Regions from separate parts of the Mus musculus genome. Here region 1 is linked to region 2. The links are chromatin contacts, called in public Hi-C maps. All regions are on one chromosome and are shown on one strand. The core of a region is the stretch at or near the end of the contact, and the rest is flanking DNA. Distances in the headings are between cores, read along the strand shown. Region 1 overlaps Gramd4 (GRAM domain containing 4). Region 2 overlaps Trmu (tRNA 5-methylaminomethyl-2-thiouridylate methyltransferase).

What was found. A called contact is a pair of places that touch in the nucleus more often than the background predicts.
Region 1: a contact with region 2 is called in a Hi-C map of cerebellum, with 3 times the contacts expected there. The contact joins two enhancer-like sites. A contact is called at or near these places in 14 of 39 promoter capture datasets (the HPC-7 cell line, HPC-7-derived erythroid cells, Sertoli cells and 9 more), 6 of 15 datasets of contacts at CTCF or cohesin (CD8 T cells, the NIH/3T3 cell line, embryonic stem cells and 2 more), 213 of 484 Hi-C or Micro-C datasets (the 63-12 cell line, 8-cell embryo, the AML12 cell line and 113 more), 35 of 115 datasets of contacts at active chromatin or transcription factors (the 230-238 cell line, CD4 single positive thymocytes, DN3 thymocytes and 21 more) and 5 of 9 other capture datasets (adipose tissue, embryonic stem cells, embryonic tail and 2 more).

The regions. Positions count from the first base shown.
Region 1 is chr15:86,123,260-86,128,484 of GRCm38.p6, forward strand. Gramd4 (GRAM domain containing 4) reads left to right here. Exons shown (of 19, transcript NM_001379572.1): 6 at 1,865-1,997; 7 at 2,598-2,623; 8 at 3,730-3,821; 9 at 4,291-4,382. Among named protein-coding and RNA genes, the nearest start is that of Gm15722, 35 kb to the left of the region's middle. Within about 2 kb of position 1,257, at least 13 of the 459 cell types and tissues checked have an H3K27ac peak or open chromatin away from gene starts, as enhancers often do. A contact at or near this core is called in cerebellum and neural stem cells, where this site is marked.
Region 2 is chr15:85,890,111-85,895,079 of GRCm38.p6, forward strand. Trmu (tRNA 5-methylaminomethyl-2-thiouridylate methyltransferase) reads left to right here. Exons shown (of 11, transcript NM_028063.2): 4 at 95-217; 5 at 2,457-2,629; 6 at 3,716-3,769; 7 at 3,844-3,910; 8 at 4,816-4,916. Among named protein-coding and RNA genes, the nearest start is that of Trmu, 13 kb to the left of the region's middle. Within about 2 kb of position 2,126, at least 21 of the 459 cell types and tissues checked have an H3K27ac peak or open chromatin away from gene starts, as enhancers often do. A contact at or near this core is called in cerebellum and neural stem cells, where this site is marked.

The sequences.
Region 1 (5,225 bases), core at 7-2,506, 230 kb after region 2:
TTTTAAAAAAAGATCTATTTTTATTTTATACGTACGAGTGTTTTGCCGTCATGTGTGTCTGTACCATATAAGTATCTGGTGCCCATGGAGGCTGGAAGAAGGGGCATAGAATCTCTCGGAACTGGAGTTACAGATGTTTGTAAGCTACCATGTGGGTGCTGGGAATCGAACAAGTGTCCTCTGAAAGATTAGCTGGCACTTCTAGCCACTGAGCCATCTCTCCACCCACAAACCTTACTTTGATTGCGTGGTCTCCAGGTGTGGTGGGCTGTGTGGGACTGTGTGCCTTCTCCACACTGTGGCCCTCGATCACCCTCCAAGACAGGAAGGATGTGGTAGAGGAGAGGGACCACACCCTGGCTCTGCCACATCCTAGATAAATGAAGGAATCTGGTTATCAGGCAGACACCTGCCTCAGTCTATCCCTGGACCTCAGCTGTACCCCTTGGAGCATGAAGCACTGCTTTAGGCCTTTTCCTTCCTAAGAAGCTAGCTCTACGTGTGGCAGAAAACATCCCCCACCCTGGAAGTCAAGCAGGGGCCTTAGGACTTCAGGACCGACTGAAGACCTGCTTCCTACAGGCAGATGGCCATGTTCCCTGGATCCGGCTGGGGTCCACAACCCATAGATAGACCCTGTCAGGTTTTCTTTTTTACATTTTGATTTCATGAGGCAAGGTCTCTCTGTGTAGCCCAGGCTGATCCTCCTGCATCAGGCTCCCTGACCAGTGTTGGGACTTCTGATGTCCCGCATCATGCCCAGCCTGGACTTACACTTTTAAATAGCGTTTTATATATTTAAATGCTTGGGGAAAAAAACACAAGGAAGGTGATTTTCCAGTAACTGAACCGTGTGTCCAGTGTCCATAAATAATCCAATGGAGACACAGGCTGGCCAGTCTTTTGCCTGGCCTTTAGACGGCCTTTGGCTCCCATACAAGCTTCTGTGCCTACCTGGATCCACCTGCAAACCTTGGTGATGGTAATAAAGCCAGATAGGCCTGCAGGCTGTCTGGGTAGCCCCAGAAGACACATATCTCAGCCCACCTACCTTCTCCCCCTACCCCGTAGCCTCCACTCTAGTGACCCATGTCCCTCAACTTTGTTTACATTGACTATTGTCCACTCTCTCTGACTCCACAGCACACCTGGTGTGTTTTCTTTAAGTTTTAATTAATACATGATATCTGTGTTTATGGCACCCCAGGTGTCTGGTGGTGTTTGAGTGCTGCCTGCCAGTCCCAGGCTTTTAAATTATGGTGGAGCAGTGCCCCCTGCAGGCAACTCCACATCTTGTTTTCTTTAGGGTGCAGTCTGGGGGCACTGCCAGGCAGCCTCAGCCCTGGCCTTCTCTTGGGTTGTGAGACACAGCCGATCTCTGTGAGCTCACCTTGGCCAGCAGCTTGGTCTCTGGGCCTTGTAGCCCACTGTGCCCTACACACACTGGCTGGACCCCAGGACCTGGCATGGTGAACTCCCTCAGCCTCTTCCCATGGTCAGACACGGCCTGGACATAAGCCCAAGGTTGCTGGGAATTTGAGGTCTGGAGATTGCTGCGGTCAAGTGTGAGGCTGGAGACATCATGCTTTGGAGGGTCTCTGTGGCTGGGTGGCTATGGCCTGCATCTTTTGGTTTGAACCTAGTGTCTTCAGGGAGCTAAGGCCTTCCTTCACAGGCTCCTCTGGCTGGGCCCTTCACACCTCGCTCCGGAGTGTAGCCTTCACTCCTATAAACCTTTCCCTTATCCCCACCCAGACTGACATTTTCTGTGAGGCCCCATGCCTGCCCTACCTCTCCATCCCACCTCAGGAGGGGCTGTGTAGACCCTGCAGCACCCCTCTCTGATGTCTGCTCCTCCCCACAGAGCGCCGCAGCCAGGGCTTGGCCTCCCGTGTACAGAAGTGGTTCTATGAGAGGTTTGGGGAATACATCGAGGACTTCCGCTTCCAACCAGAGGAGAACACAGTAGAGACGGAGGAGCCCCTCAGCGCCCGCAGGTAGGGGCGCCTCACCGAGACCAAGGGTCTTCATGCTAGGACCAGGGCCCCGCACTAAGCATCAGTGGGCCAGTCAGTCTTGATATCCTGTGGAAGGGGCTGCCACAAGCTCCTAAAGACCCCCTGTGCCTATGTTTCTGGGCCACCTCCTCGGAGGGGCTCGTGGGAAAGTAGAATCATGTCCCATCCATGTTGACTGACTTGTGCTTTGTGACAAAAGTCACGTGAGGGTTGTGTGTGCCCGGTGTCCATCGTGGGGGTTGGATCACTTGACGGTTCATGGACCGGGTCCGTAGACAGAGGCTCCCCATAAGCAGACGTTCTCATGGGCCCCAGGGGTTCTAGAGAGCCAGACCATCAAGGTGCCTCCTGAGCTGCAAGGGTACCCAAGGGCACTCAGTACTGTGCTCTGGTCACTGTGCATTGTCTCCAGGCTCCTGAGGGTCCCAGGCACTTGGATGTCCTCCTTGCTGCCCTCATACTAGTTAGTAGTGGTGTTTTCTCAGAGTGGCATGCTGAGCTGTTGGTGACTTCACACTAAGACTGACTCTCTCTTTCTCTCTCTCTCTCTCTCTCTCTCTCTCTCTTTCTCTCTCTCAGGTTAACTGAAAACATGAGAAGACTGAGTAAGTACTGTGGGTCTTGGCATGAGGGAGGAGGAGGGGGGAGAAGGAGGAGAGGGGGAGGGGAGAGAGGAAGGAGGAGATGGGGAGGACAGAAGGAAGGAGGAGAGGGAGGGGTAGAAGGAGAGGAAGGGAGGGGGAAGAGGAGAGGGAGGAGGAGGGGAAGGAAGAGAAGAGAGGGGAGGAAGAGAGGGAAAGGGCGAGAAGAGAAGGGAAGAGGGGAGGGGAGGGGGAAGAGGAGGGGGAGGAGAAGGAGACAGAGAAAGGGAAAGAAGAGAGGGGGAGGGGTAGAAGGAGAGAGGGAGGGGAGGGGGGAGAAGAGAGGGAAGGAGGAGTAGGCAGGGGGAAAGGGGAGGGGGGAGAGGGGAGAGGAGAGGGGAGAGGGTAGCCTCTATGATTGTGAGCTGAATAGAACTCTCTAGAAAAGCATTTAAGGGCAACTCCTCCCCCATCCTCCCTGAGACAAAAACTTGTGGTGTTGTGTGCCTGGGACACACCACCTTCAGGCCCAACCGAGCGTTGAACCTGCTCTGATCAACTTAGAATTTACAGCAATGGTTCTCAGTGGTTCTCCTGCTGCTGCAGCCCTTTAATACAATTCCTCATGTTGTGGCGACCCCCAACCATAAGATTATTTTGGTTGCTACTTCATAACTGTAACTTTTACTACTGTTATGGATCATAAGTATCTGTGCTTTCGGATGGTCTTAGGTGACCCCTATGAAAGGGTCATTCTTCGACCCCACCCCCAAAGTGGCTCCCACCACAGTTCGAGAACCACTGATGCAGGATGAAATACGGCTCTGTCCTCTGATATTCCTTCAGCCCCTCAGAGTGCAGACAGCAGCTGTCCTCACTGTTTCTTCCCTTCCCCATCTCCTGCTACTTGTGGGCTGCACTGGGGGCAGGTGGCATCTCCCTATGGGGACCGCAGTCAGTAGTCAGGAGGGACACTGGCAGCAGGGGCCTCAGGGGGTTGGGTCTCGCACCCAATGCGACCCGTGAGCTGACTTTGCTTCTGCCTTGGGGGCCCGCCTGACCCTGCTTGCTTGTGTGCTACAAGGCAGGCCAGCACTGTGCTGACTGTGCGCTGTCTGCTCTGTCCCCAGAGCGCGGTGCCAAGCCTGTCACTAACTTCGTGAAGAACCTGTCTGCCTTATCTGACTGGTACTCCATCTACACCTCCGCCATCGCCTTCACGGTGAGTGAGTGTTCTCCCAGGCTGAGTCAGGCCAGCGGGACGCCTGGACCAGTCTTCTCCGTGAGACCCCTAGAGGGCAGCCCCTCCTTTGGACTCTAGGCGTGATCCACTTCAGTCCCTCTGTCAGCTATATGGGTGTGTGCAATGGCGAGCCTCCTCATCAGCTAGCAGAACCCAGGCATGGGAGTGACGCTGGGGACGAGCAAGACCTCTTCCTGGGGCCCCACCTCACACAGAGCAGCATCCCTGTCTGTTGCCTGCCTGAGTGGAGCTCTCTCTTAAACTGGAAGCAGCCTTCCCAACCGCCCCATCCCACATGTCCTGGCTCCCTGGACATTAGTTGAGCAGGGCCTCGTCTCCCTTATTGCTGGGAGGAAGCAGGCATGACACAGCGTGTACCAGAGCTCTGTTTGCACGTCCCTCACCTTCCAACACATCCCTAACCACGCTCCTCACATCTCACCCTCAGGTATACATGAATGCTGTGTGGCACGGCTGGGCCATCCCCATGTTCCTGTTCCTAGCAATTCTGAGGTTGTCCCTCAATTACCTCATCGCCAGGTAGGTGACCTGGGCTCTTGCATGGGTGCATTACACACATGGCCTTGCTGGGTGGCCTGCTTCTCCATACTGTTGCGACACAAGCTATGCCATGCAGTCATTTTTGTGGGTGGTCCCCTGAGAGGCTCTGGAGACCTTAGGGGACAGGCAGTGGGTGGCTTAGCTTCGGTACAACCCCAACCGCCTCCCTGGGGTGTTGCATGTTTGGCAGGAAGTTCTCCCCAACCCTGGGGTGGGTGGGCAAAACTACAGGGTGCTGCACCCCCACGAATGCCCAATGGTTGTTGGTTATAAGAAGGAAGCGTTGAGCAGGCAAGGTTAGAATGCAGTGTTAGCTGCACGCACACGCACACCTCCATGGAGGCACTTCATTCCAAGGCTGAGGCCGCTCCCACTGTCACTCTGTGTCCCCACTGAACATCCCTATCTGGAGAAGCTGCGTCTCCTGGGTTGGGCTTTCCCTGTGGTTGCTCCTAGCAGTGAACATTAACCTTTTGCCTTGGCTTGAGGTAGAGTCCTTGACTCCAGATTTCCTCTCAGCCCCTGAGAAGACGACAAGTCCACATACCAGTCAGTCTTTGCCATCCACTTCTGTGCCTGTCTCGGGAATTGACTTGAAAATGATTTTTGTAGGAAACGCTGAAATGCCTCTGAAGGGGTCTTAAGTCCCCATTAGTCCACAGCCCCTAATCAGCATCAATCTGCTAAGAGGCATTCATTGCTGATGTCAATAAAACTTTATTAACAGACCAGTCAGTAGGCATGGTAAGATCAAACAGGCATTGTTGGGCTTCTCCGTACCCACAAAGGCTGCCACTGCACAGGCACCAGCAGAGGAGAAAC
Region 2 (4,969 bases), core at 876-3,375:
CAAGTGACTCCAGTTTGTGTCGAGTTTTCAAGGACTAACTAGTACTCCTGCCAGTGAGCCTCACACTGGATTCTTGTATTTTGAAAACCCTCAGGAGCAGATGCCGTTGCCACTGGCCACTACGCCAGGACCTCACTGGAGGATGAGGAAGTCTTTGAGCAAAAGCACACTAAGAAGCCTGACGGGCTGTTCAGAAATCGATTTGAAGTCAGAAACCGTAAGTTTGAGTGTGTGGTCGAAGCTGTAACCTCTATGAGCAGAGGGTACTTAGAAGGATGGCAGGAGCAGGGCCTGAGCATCCGGCTCATGCCCAGCCCTGGGTCTCTCAATGAGCCAGTTTGTTTAGTTCACATTTGCAAAGGCACAGGCAGAGTGGGGTCGCTTCCCCAAGGGCTTGCGGTTGAGCATTGAGATGTCCTAGTTGGGCGCCAGGGTGAGAGCTGAGGAGGGTGAACCAGAAACTTACTGTCTAGGTTATTACATGTGCAGTCTTTGGGAAAATCTTTGATGGTGATAATGGGAATGGTCTTAAGAGGGTCCCACGCAGAGGGAGAGTCGTTTCCCGGCATGAATAGTGTCATCCGCTCGTGCCGAGGACATGCTCGCCTTTGTTTGCCCCCCACTTATTCTGGTTCTCCTCAGACAGTCAAGCACTGTGTTGACTGACTTGCGTGTGGTAGTTTCACAGTGTCTTGGTTTTCAGTGTGCGTTTTAGGCAAACCAGAGCTGTGTGTCTCTGGTCTGAGCCCTAGGGGATCGTACAAGTGGCTCATGCAAGCGGAGCAGAACAGATCAGCTGGGGGATGGCTGTAGTTGTTGGGGACCTGGCTGTGTAGCCAGCAGTTTTCATGTGAACATGGTGTAGTATGTGGCGGATCAGAAAGAACAACAGGAGTTCAGAAATGATCAATCTCTGGACCAGATGTGGCTCCGTCCTGCTCTTTCCCTCTATGGCACATTTGGTCGTGTTACCATCTTCCTGTTTTAAAGTCATAGGTTCTCAGTGAATTTTAAAGTAACTCAGAAGGTAGATGTGGGATACATACCTATAATGTCAGCACTTGGGAGGCTCAAAAGATAGTCAAAACGATCCAGGACAAAATAACTCAACGCCCCCCCCCCCCCCCCCCAATGCACACAAACACTATTTGAGAGCATTTTGTTTTGAGACAGATTGGATTGTAGCCTTATGTCAGCAAACAGGTGCATTGTTTTTGACAGACAGAGTAACAGGACAAAAACAGGAGGCAGGTCAGTCCACAGCACAGCCTTTCAGCTCTGCGTCATCTTGGGCAGCCCTTAGGTGTCACTGAAACCATGGCGGAGAGGGTATTCTCCATTACAAGGAGATGAAAGCCAGCGGCTGGAAACATGCAGGCAGTATGATGCTTACCGCTGGCTGCTATACAACTTGTGCAGTGGGCTTAAACCATGGAGCTGGGGAAATGGGGTTCAGTCCCTGGAACCCATGTAAGAACGCCAGGCATGGTGGCATCTACGTATAACCCCAATGCTGGAGGCAAAAAGAGACTAAACTGCCTAGTCTAGTTGGTGAGTTTGAGCCAGTGAGAGACCATCTCTAGAAAGAAGATGCCAGAGGAGCAGCAGTTGAGGATGTCATGTGACCTCCACACTCGTGTACTGATATGGACAGACTCTCAAACACGTGTGCACACTCAGAGTTGAGCTGGTGTGTGTGGAGTGTTTCGAATTTCACTAATGGGATGTCTCCTAGTACTATATGTGAGGAAGGGGTCGGGAAGCGGATCTGCCCGTCAGCCCCACCAGCCACAGACATGAGTGGGACTGACTGAATGGGAAATTTACCTGGCCACCTTCTCAGGCTCGAAACTCACCAGGGCCAGTGCCACTCACACTTGTGTATATGCAGTAAGAATTCTTTACAGTTATGTGGAGAGTGCTAGAGACTACAGCAAGGCTGCTAACATGTCGGTCTGGACATGAGCAAAGCAGTTTCCACCGAGGAGGTGCGTTCTACAGAGCTGTCTCCACCGAGGCTGGGCTGAAGGCCAAAGCCTGCTGTGTTTCTTTGCACACTTCACACCTGCAGGTGTTAGGCAAGCACACTGCTGACGCTAGTTCAGCATTGTTCTGGATGAATGGTCTTGTCCCGTCCCAGCCATGACTAGAGTTATGAAGGTCGGTGCTTCTCACTGCAGTCTTCTCATACAGTGTTTACTGTGTGAAAGTCTTACAGTTGAAATTACCAGCGCGGAGAAATTTCTGTATGTAAAATCGACGTTCCTTGTATTGTCCCTAATAAATAAACCAGGGCCAGCATTTCCTGAGCACTAGCCATGCTTTGTTTTTCTCCCATAGTCTTTTCAATGGGTTTTGCTTGTGGCAGACTTGGGGTAACTGCTCACACAGAAGGGCATTAAAGCAGAGTCATTATCTGTGCTCCAGCAATGACTTTTGTTCTTTACTTTTGGCAGCCGTAAAACTTCTCCAAGCAGCTGACAGCTTTAAAGACCAGACCTTCTTTCTCAGCCAGGTTTCCCAGGATGCCCTGAGAAGGACCATCTTTCCCCTGGGGGAACTAACAAAAGATTTTGTAAAGAAAATAGCCGCGGAGAATAGCCTCCATCACGTGCTTCAGAAGAGAGAGGTAGGCGTGAGCAGCTTGCCACTGGTCCGTGAATGTATGCATCCATGTTGTCATGGTACAGGCAGGGCTGGGCTCTGTGGACCCTCTGCCGGGCCAAGCCACAGAGTGCGGCTGCAGGGGGGGAGCACCCGAGGCCTCCCTTCTCCTTCCTGCTCCCTCGTCCCTGCTGTGGTTGACTGCTTTCTCTGTAGACACAGTAGTTGGCTTAGCCAGCAGAGAGCAGCCACGCTAGTTCATCCCATGAGGCAGGAGTCTGCAGCCATCTGTACACAGTGCTGCCTATCCGAGGAGACAGTGACAGTCCGTGCCTGCCTTCTCAGCTCCCTGTGAGAGACCATCACACTCCTGCATCTGGAAGCCATGCTGACCCCTGTGGAGAGAGGGCTGGGAGCCTGTGGGCAGCCCCGGTAGTTAAGGTTTCAGGAGACATTAGCTCAGCTGTAGTCACCACTTACACCAGTCTTCTGGGAAGACGCATGACTGTGCCTTTTATCAGCAAGTCCACATTGTCAAAAAGAACATCGCTTGCCCATTGTACGTCTTCCCTGTTGCTCAGCTGACAGGATTTCTCCATTGGTAGGAACTGAGGGAGTCACTGCAATATATGGGAAGATCCCTGGTCTCTTGGCCTTTGTTATAGAGAGACACACACTGAGGAATAATTACAGAGCTGCTTGCCCAGAATAGTCCTGGGGCGGTCAGCTTCTTGTCTGGACTGTGAAGGGCCTAGCCAGCTACACCAGTCTTCTCCCTGACTCCCTGCTGCCCCGAGTCTGCCTGGCCCTACTTCCTGCATCCACCTTGGTCCCTGGCTCTCCAGCACTGAGCAGTCTAGGTTGCTCTCCTGGTTTGCTCATAGGTTTTCCAACAGTCTAGTTGCAGATGGCGATGCAGTGTGTTTACACGATAGCATCTACTTTGAAGCCAAACTTGGAAAGACAAGACATTCTCTAGGCCCTCAGCTCCTGTATCTGGAGCCTCCTGCAACACAGCCTGCTCTCTCCCCTCCTAGCCCAGCCCAGCTCCCTGTTCCCTGGTTGCCTCCTGGCTTCTGCTCACACCATGTTGACCTTCCTCTCGTTCCAGAGCATGGGCATCTGCTTCATTGGTAAGAGAAACTTGGAGCATTTCCTTCTTCAGGTGAGTGTCGTCTGACATGAGTGGCTGTCTGCTCTGGGCCTGGGTCTCCAGTAGTGATGAAACCTGTCTTCCAGTATTTGCAGCCTCGGCCTGGAAAGTTTGTTTCTATCGAGGATAATACAGTTCTGGGAACACACAAAGGTGAGTCCTGCCAGCTCGGGGAAGCAAAGGCCAAGGCTAACTCCTGTCCGTTCCATGCAGGGCTCCGGAGGCCTTGAGGGCTGGGCTGGGCTGGGCTGGGTACATGCTGCATGAGCAGTCACTCTGACAGGGATTTGCTGTGTGTTGTAATCCCTAGATTCAGAGCTGGAGTGAGACTGTGTCTGTGATACATTACTAAGAGATGCTGTAGCAGACTGTAGGAAGTGCCGCTGGAGAAAGAACATAGCTGACCTCAGAGCCAGGTGACTGAGGAGCACATGGGTGCCGTTCACGTAATCACAGAGCCAGACAACCATGATGCACTGTGCAGAGTGAGGACAGAGGCAGTCAGTCGCAAGTGCTCACACCCTTAAGTGGGAACAGAGGCGACATGCCTCCTGAGACTTGATGTCTAGCCTGAACTGTGGGACTAGCTGGAAGGACAGGGCTTGTGGAGGAAGCAGGGAGAGACCCAGCTGAACTGGGTGTTATATTGACCTTGCTGGAGACAGTGCTGCTCTTCCTAGCATCCAGCGGTTAGGAGGTGGATGAATCCTGCCAGATTGCCTCTGCCAGGGCACACGCATTCCTGTGGAGGTAGAGCTGGGGAGCAGGTGGCCTGCCCGTGCATGAGGTGGGTGTGGCATGGATACAAGGAATGTGCTCAGTAAGCACAAGACCTGTTTGGAGAGCTGTGCCCATGGAGGTCAGAGCCACCAGATGAAAGAGCTAGCATCTGTGTCAGGCTTAGTGTCATCCTAGTCACTGTCACATCCCTCGAGACCTGAAGCCAAGGCAGGCTGTACACAGGTGTATGGTTAGGGCTAAGCCAGCACGCCTCGTAGCAATCCATAACCTCCCCATTTGTGAGAGCTGAGATGCACCCCTGGAATACTATTTCATAGGTTGGTTCCTGTACACTTTGGGCCAGAGAGCTAAGATCAGCGGCTTGAGAGAGCCCTGGTACGTGGTGGAGAAGGATGGCACCAAGGGTGACGTGCTTGTGGTGAGTGAGGTTGGCCTTCGCTATCTAGTGTTCCAATAAAACGGGCAGTCCTG